2 separate regions of the Mus musculus genome follow, and region 1 is linked to region 2. A link is a contact called in public ChIA-PET data. All regions are on one chromosome and are shown on one strand. Each heading gives the region's core, a stretch centred on a gene start, on an enhancer-like site or on the middle of the called end of the contact. The rest is flanking DNA. Distances are from core to core; before and after follow the strand shown. Region 1 overlaps Nova1 (NOVA alternative splicing regulator 1). Region 2 has its middle 210 kb from the start of Nova1.

The links. ChIA-PET counts read pairs in DNA pulled down with a chosen protein or histone mark.
Region 1: a contact with region 2 is called in an SMC1A ChIA-PET map of the G1E-ER4 cell line, with 25 read pairs. The contact joins two enhancer-like sites.

The regions. Positions count from the first base shown.
Region 1 is chr12:46,707,956-46,712,259 of GRCm38.p6, reverse strand. The region is part of intron 4 of Nova1 (NOVA alternative splicing regulator 1); the gene reads left to right. Among named protein-coding and RNA genes, the nearest start is that of Nova1, 110 kb to the left of the region's middle. Within about 2 kb of position 2,024, at least 4 of the 459 cell types and tissues checked have an H3K27ac peak or open chromatin away from gene starts, as enhancers often do. A contact at or near this core is called in the G1E-ER4 cell line, where this site is marked.
Region 2 is chr12:46,606,957-46,611,349 of GRCm38.p6, reverse strand. No RefSeq gene overlaps it. Among named protein-coding and RNA genes, the nearest start is that of Nova1, 210 kb to the left of the region's middle. Within about 2 kb of position 1,564, at least 10 of the 459 cell types and tissues checked have an H3K27ac peak or open chromatin away from gene starts, as enhancers often do. A contact at or near this core is called in the G1E-ER4 cell line, where this site is marked.

The sequences.
Region 1 (4,304 bases), core at 775-3,274, 100 kb before region 2:
CTGGACTGATGAGTACAGCATAGCAAGACCAATGATTTTCCTCAAAGTACGATGATACCTAGAAAGCCAGTCTACTGATTTTGTCTCTGAAATTAGACTTGTAGTTTATTTACATTAATGTGGACTTTTATGAAGTGATTCCTTAAAAGGCCAAGTATATCTCCTTTCTTGTTAATGCTCTGCTACCCTCTAGATCTATTATCACACTTGCTTCTGCCAAGTATTTTATCATAATGATTTGAAATATAGGCATTGTGATTTCATATTGTCTACTGTACTGATACGTTTTGTTATTCATACTGTTTTCTTCTTCTTTTTTTTTTCCTGTTTGTGTACAAAGAAGCATAGCTCCTGGATCACATGAAGCAAGCATTAAACGAAGAAGAGCAAATCCTTAATTTATTGAAAGAATTGTAGCTTATCAATAACATTTCATTCTCAGTAATTTGTAGCTCTCCCCTGTACTCCTTCATGGTAGGTTCCCATCAGATGGTAGCAGTAAAGGAGTGTCATCTTTGTTGTTCACTCAAACGTTCAATAGAGAGCATTTCTTTTGAATTGTCCTAATTATTGATCTGTCTATAAATATAGTCTATTTGGGAAAATATAGCTCAGTTAATAATGTTAAGGTTTACAATAGTAAAATATTAGATATATATGCATATATACATACATACACATAGATATAGATATAGATATACACTAATTTGAACTTAGTTTATATTTACCCAGCTATTTTCAAATATGTTTCAACTCTTATAACTGACAGAAATGGCAAAAATCAGGGATTTCTATTTTAGGTTAAAAATTAATACCTTGTGTTATAACTTGTATAACCCTGTTGTAAAAGCAGGAAGAAAAAAATCTCCCCTAAAGAAAATTTCTATAAGCAAAACAGAATACAGTCAAAAATTAACATTTATGTTGTTTTCTAATCAGCATTAGCTAAATGATTTTGCTTTACCTCTCATTTGCCATTAGTCATTTGTGTTGCTGTTATGCAGAAACCAATTGTAAATACACAAAAGATCTAGAGATGAAAACCATAACAGTAATTCAGATGATATGCTTGCTCTGCAGAGCCAACATTCCAAAACTTCACATTGTAAAGATTATCATTTCTAGCACTTGCCTTTTACTTAGTCTTCAGCCGTGTTAACCTGTTTCTTTGGATCGCACTGTCTGTGCACAGTATTGTGCAACAGTAGCGCTCGTGGAAATGGAAGATCCACTGTGTGATGAGCCTTGTCAATAGATAGCAGGAAGTGAACCCTAGAGCACACCGTATGTGGTGAGGACCTTGTCTTCATCTTTACCTGCTGAGTAAGCCCATGTGAGACTCAGTTGTTAGGCTCTCTTAGAGCCTTTCATCTGACACATGAAAGTCCCCAGCTCTTCTCACAGTGCTGCGGTGTCTGAGTGTCTTCATTTAAAGGAAGTGTGAAAAATATTAGCCTTTAGAAGGAAATGACTTGGTGAATAGCTTATTTAAATGTTCGAGTAAACAGCATACCAATACTAGTATTGTCTGCTTCTGAAGTCCAAGATATTTCTGTGGTGAGGTTCACTGCTCTCAGCTTGGTTGTATAATTCCAGTCTAGAGAGAGCATGCCATTGCTCTTAGTAGTGAAATGCCCTGGTCTCTATTAGTAAACATTTGGTAAAGCTGACACTGCTACATCTTATTTTTCTTTTATCTGTTTAATATTTTAAGGTGAATGTTTGCACTATTTATTTATTTATTTATTTATTTATTTATTTATTTATGAGGGTTTCAAGTGAAAAAAAAAACTGTAAGGCAAAGAGAATTGGTTAAACTTTCAGAAGTGTCAACAGGATGAGTAGCATTTATCAGTTCCAAGAAGATGCTTATACACTCGCTCATCTCATCAGACTTTTATAAATCAGTCACTGGTGTATGGTTATCAGGAGGGGGCAGAGATAAAAGGTGCAGGCTCAGAACTGTCTTTTCTTCCCCTTTTCTGCTATTGATCTTGCTACTTCCCCTTTCTTAACCTATAACGTTATTTATACTCCACTGAAATCATTGAAGCCATCAAAAGAGAACTTCCTAAAACTGATGTTGACAGTACTTATTAGACCAACACTTCACACACATGACTTTTGCCTTTTCATTTATTTCCACAGGCCTTGCTCTCTCAGTTCCTATAAATCAGTTATTTCAGTTGTACAATAAGCATATCCATTTCTCTAATAATTCTTTGTCGAGTTTTTCAATCTGCATGCAGTTGTTTTTCTCCCGTCTTTTTTCTTTTTAGGTTGTGAGCCTCCCATAGATGCATGTGATGTACTGTGATCATATTCACTCTGCTCCTTGCCCTCTCTTCCCCCTCCCACTCCTGTCTCTAATCTCAAAGCACTGAACAGCCTTCTTTCATCATTTCTCCTTTCCTCCACAAACTAATCCCTCTTCTCTTCCTTTGTAGGAAAATCCACAAAAGTATTATCTCTACTCTGTTTTCCATGTTCTTTCTGTCCCAGAATCTACTCCAGTGGGGCTCTTACCTCCACCACTCACCCGATATGCAGTGATAGCCACACTTCTGGTGCCAGGGGTTTCTTCTCAGTCCACATGTCATTGGCCTGTTGGCACTATGTATCCGTTTTGTTACATCTGCTTCCTGTCCCTGAAATCCACGGTTCAGCTTTGACTGTACTCTGTTGATCCTGCTTTCACGCTCTTATTCTCGCTCTTGTCACCTCACACTGATGGATTTCCTATTCTTCAGATACGGGACTCCTGAGCATCGTGTGCATTGCCCTTTATGTCTGCTATGTTCAGCATATGTGCTTCAGGCATTTTGTGATGCTTCCATGCCTTACATGCTACCATATGAAGAATACTTCTCACAGATCCAAAGGATGGACAGTCTAAGACCCAGCATCTAACGAGAGCTCTCTTACAGCATACTCACGTGGCAGAGGGTAGAATATAGAGAAAGGAACCAACAGACTGACTTCATATGGCAGAAGAGACAGAAAGCATTCCCACAAACATGTCATATAGCAGAAGTAACCCTTTAGTGAGGGTGAAACCCATAAAATACATGTACTACTGAATGCTCTGGCCTCCCAACACAGTTGCATTGGGGTCAAATTTTAGCACATGAACTGTAGAAAAGACAAAAGCTGTTTCTCAAACCATATTCAAGCAACCATGAACTCACAGAATCTCTGTGTGGGCTCACACAAGCTTCTTACCATGTTTTAAACATTCTTTTCTTTAATTAATTTATTTACTTTTTCTATGTGAGTACGCTGTCACTCTCTTCAGTCACACCAGAAGAGGGCATCGGATCTCATTATAGATGGTTGTGAGCTACGATGTGGTTGCTGGGAATTGAATTCAGGACCTCTGCAAGAGCAGTCAGTGCTCTTAACTGCTGAACCATCTCTCCAGTCTCATATTTTAATATTCATGATTTAAATTTATTGTTTTCAAAAATGTTTTATAAATGTTAAGCTTCAGGTCCCAAGTTCCTTGACCTAGCCTCTCACCGTACAACTCCAGACTGCATGACCAACCTAAACTGCCTTTTCAACTGTTGCAAGTTTGTATTCTCTTGCTTACATCTTAACTATTCTAAACCAGTTTACCTGGTAAACCAATATACCCAGCATTGCACCAGCACTTGTGAGGCTCTATCTCTGAACTCACTGCTTCTTTTTTTATCTGTTCCCAACACTACCCCTCACTCACTCAGGGCATTCACATCACATGGTTACTCAGGGCATTCACATCACATGGTTACTCAGGGCATTCACATCACATGGTTACTCAGGGCATTCACATCACATGGTTGCTCTGGGCATTCACATCACATGGTTACTCTGGGCATTCACATCACATGGTCACTCAGGGCATTCACATCACATGGTCACTCAGGGCATTCACATCACATGGTCACTCAGGGCATTCACATCACATGGTTACTCTGGGCATTCACATCACATGGTTACTCAGGGCATTCACATCACATGGTCACTCAGGGCATTCACATCACATGGTCACTCAGGGCATTCACATCACATGGTCACTCAGGACATTCACATCACATGGTCACTCAGGACATTCACATCACATGGTCACTCAGGGCATTCACATCACATGGTCACTCAGGACATTCACATCACATGGTCACTCAGGACATTCACATCACATGGTCACTCAGGACATTCACATCACATGGTCACTCAGGGCATTCACATCACATGGTCACTCAGGGCATTCACATCACATGGTCACTCAGGGCATTCACATCACATGGTCACTCAGGGCATTC
Region 2 (4,393 bases), core at 315-2,814:
TTCCCCAAAAGCAGGACCCACAGTTCCTGAAATCAAGGATAGAAATGGAAATAGTACCACATTACTCACCATTAACTCTAGTGAAGTACCAACAAAAATTTTGCTTCCCCCTAACGTGACATTATGCTTTGCAGGCTAAATATTTTTGATTCCAAAGGACAAAGTGCTACAGGCAAGAAACACAGAAAACATTCCTTGGAATTTGAATCTAAGGCTTCCCTAACGGACATTTTGGGTTCTTGGTGTCCTTTAGTAAACAGGCTAACAAAGGGATTACAGTGTTAGTGTGGATGGTTGCTCCAGACTTCCAGGCTTCCAAGGGGAAACTGGACCACTTCTCTATAGTAAAGGTAAGGAAGAGTATGGTTGGAGTACAAGAGATACTTTTGGGTGTCTCTTGGTGTTAGAATGTACTGATAAGCTACTTTAGAATAGAGGAAGACAGGAAATACATTTCTAGTGACAAGGAACCACATAGAATCAGTCACCAGTCTGTGTATATTGTATTGCAGACAAAAAACAAACAAAAACCAACATCAAGATGATATACAGATGAATTTTATTTAGCAGTGAAATTCTTACAGACAAATATCATAGTTCCTCTCATATGTGGATCCTAGGTTTTATTTTTTATAAGTGTGTGTGTGTGTGTGTGTGTGTGTGTGTGTGTGTTGTGAATCTAGAACAATCTTAAGAAAGAAGTGGGCCAGAGGAGAAAGGTAATTGAACACAAGTGATGTGAATACAAAATGGATCTGGGGTCACTGGAGAGAGAAAGAGGAGACAATCTGGGGGTGGGCAAGAGGACAAGGAAGAGTAGGAGAGGAAAAAGTCTACAAACAAAACGCATATGAAAATACATATGACAATGGTGCTTATACCTTGTAAGTTACTTATTAAAAAAGAAAAAAAACACTACAGAATAAAGATTAGAAACATTTGTTTCTATCAAGACCTCCTGGTTTTATGAATAAACATGGTAAACACCATTTCCCTCCCCCTGGTTTCTGACTGGTGTCTGTTGCATGAGAGAGGTTTTCAGCATGACTTCACAGCCAACTGAGTTAATCCCCAAGAAGCTCTTCCAGGAGGCCTTGCTTGATTGACCCGTGATGCATGACTCATCCGGTTTGCAAGAACACAGGTCTGCCCTTTCCTTAGCTGCTGATTAGCACCCACCTAGTCTGTCTACTCTGGAGGATTAGGTAGGGGAGAGCAGATGGGCAGAGGAGTGGGGAGGGCGGCTGTGCGCGGGGCGAGTGAGCCTGGCATTCTCCACGTGGACCACTTTATCTGTATGCAGTCAGCCTCGTCCTGTAACCCCAGATAAGGGAAAACTAGCCAGGAAAATATGGAAACAGAAATTCAATTACTGCAGACATTTATTCTTATCTTTTATTTTTAAAAAGAAAAACAAAGGCAGATAAAATCGGGGCTTCCTATGAAACCAAATTCACAGTTTGTCTATGTGCATTTTCTTTTCCCAGAGCCACTAATGTGTTGATGGCCTACATTTTCATTCCCTCCAAGCCCAGGAGGGAAATTCAGAACTTGAATAGACCTTGGAGATCAGTAGTCTTACCCTTCCTCCTCCCTCCCCTTTCTCCTAATAAGGAAACTGAGGCCCCCAGAGGTTAACCGACTTGCACAAGGTCAGATGAGCTCAATTGTCTTCGAAACTCCACACGGAACTTTTTCATTTCCAGCTTTAAATTATTTATTCAGTTTTTGCCATTTTCACTTCATTGAAATGAACTCTCTCTTCTTGCTATTATGTCCTGGAAGCTATTTATCCAACCTGATTTAATTGCATTTTCACGGAATTGTATTACATTTTTTCCAATTGCTATTACATTTTATATTCTCTGTGTTTTTATGCCCTGATGCCAACTGTTAGCAGTGGCCCTGTCCTACTTTATTATTAAATCACCCCAGGTGTTTCTTGGGCCAGGTTTACTTAGATTTTAATCTGGAATTAAAAATAGTAACATAGGTAGATTGTCCTAACATGGGTTCTGGTAGATGGAGAAGCTGAAAAGTCAGAGCTATTATGGTATATTTGAATGCCTGCCATATGGAACTACTGTAAATTAGCATCCACTCTGCTTCAAAATTTCCTTTACTACTTCCCTCTTGCAGATTCCTTTAAAGGAGAGTTTCTCACTTAGGAAATTATTGAAAGCTGCATATTGGGTCAGTCAGCTCCATTTTTTTTTAAAAAAATTGCATAAATTACATAGAAAGACTCAAAAACCATAGCGAGTCTTACATGTCCAAAATGTCCAAAGTATTGCCTTGCTTTCTTGGTGGGTAAACATAAACTGAGGCAATATTTGGCAGCAGCTAAGAGCATGTGAAAATGGTGAGGCAAAAAGAAAAAAAAAAAAAAACCAAACCAAAAAAAACCCCAAAAAACCAAAATACTGCCAAAATCATAGAAAAAAATTTCATTACAACATAAAAAATTGATAAAATGTGTAGCCAAGAAAATGTCCTTTAAAAAAACTAGCACAGAAGAAAAATACCAGCTGCCAATTATGGGGTGGGGGTATTTTGATGTCTGTTCAGACTTGGACTTGATTTAGATGGACTCTAGTGCAATCCACTGTCAGCTAAATTACATGCACCATGCACTTCAAAGGCCTTGTGCTCAATGGGAAGGCCCAGGACCGAGCGCTGTGAGAAATAAATGATTGCACTGCCATGCTGGCTGCCAAGCTGCTTCCATCACTTTTCAGTCGCTAGAAAAAAACCATGGTGTGCAAATGGACATCACACTGTGATAAGGGGAAGGCCAGAAATACACTTGCAACGTGGTGAGCAAACTTAACAGGCAAATCTTTCAGTTTCCATGGACAACTCCACGCTACAGGAAGTAGCTTCGTTGGTGGACGACGTGGTGTAAGTGGTGCGTGAATACGCAGGCCCCTGACACACCTTTCTTATCCAGGTGTGTCAGAGGTAAGGGCTCAGCAGAACTTTAAAGAGCTTTCCTGAAGGCAAGTTCCCTCCAGATATCCACTTTAGTGACTTTGCCATGCATAATGGGCAGGACAGGGATAGGCACGGGAAGCATAATACACCTGAGTGTGTTCTACTGCCTTCCCCAAGAAGCCAGACTGCCAGGCTGAGCTGCCTCAGCCTTCCTTCACGCTGCCTACCTTTCAACCTGTCATCTTGTAGGTGGGTAGAGAGAATCTCTTGTGTATGGAAACATCACCTTTCAATAAAAAGCTGACTGGCCAATGAGCTGAGGCAGGAAATAGGAGGTGGGAGTTCTGTAAGGAGGGGGGAACTCCGAGATAGAGTCAGGTACAGGAGGAGATTCGTTCTGAACTCTGAGGAATAAGGTCTCTCTGTAACCACCACGAGGCGGGACTTAGAACAGAATAAAGGAGATAATAGAGTTAGTTACTAGCTTAGCACATGGGTGGTGTGGGTGGGGTAGGCGGGTGGGCTTGGGGCTGTGGGGAGACTCCAAGCTTTTGCCTAGGCAATTATTCATAAATAATTCAGTTTCAGAATCATCATTACAGAAACTTATGCATAGGTGGAAAAGCCCGCACCTTCATAGGTGTCTGGAAGCCTCCTTGAATTAAATTCCCAGGATTTACAACCCATACTTGGGAAATCCATTTCACAGTTCTATAGCAAGTTCGGGGTTCTAACCTCAACCACCCAGGCTGTTTTATCTAGTGTAGATGTTTCACGTGTGTTGCAAGAATATTTCAACATTAAAAAGCTAGGGCTTTTAATTTTTTGTTTGGTTTTTGGTTTTTGGTTGTGTTTTTTTTTTTTTTTTTTTTTTTTTTCAGGTCTCAGGACAAATGGCTGAGACGCTTATTTAACGTATGAAAGCTGACTCTGGACCCAGTCTTCTTCAATTCATACCTATTAAAGTATCTTCCTCCTAGAAACCCAGTCCCCTACCCTAAACTCTCTAGCCGAGGGGTTACATTGGACCCCTTGCCCCCAAAGTTTCTTCCCCGTATAACCCAGCATTTTGACTACAGTGTTCTCCTGGTCTCATTTACTGGCTTGCTTATGGCCTCTTTGCTCCTAGTTCCTCCCTTCCCCACCTCTTCTCTCCACCCCCACCCCCCCACCCCCCGCTATTTTTATTTTAAGGGGAAAGGGATAGTTGTTTGCTCTGTGCTTCCAGTTGGTCCTGCTCGCTCTGGACCTGCACAAAAGCTCTGGATTTATGAATGGCTGAGCACTTCCAAACTTCCCTTGGCTAGCACACACTCTCCTCTGATAGTTATCAATTAATACTTGCTAAATCTATATTTTATCTCTGCTACTCTAGACCCAATTTGGGAAGTGGCCCCTGGGGCCACTTTTCCAGATTCTTACGTGATGGTGGGTCTCTAAGTCTGATCTTTCTGCTTTC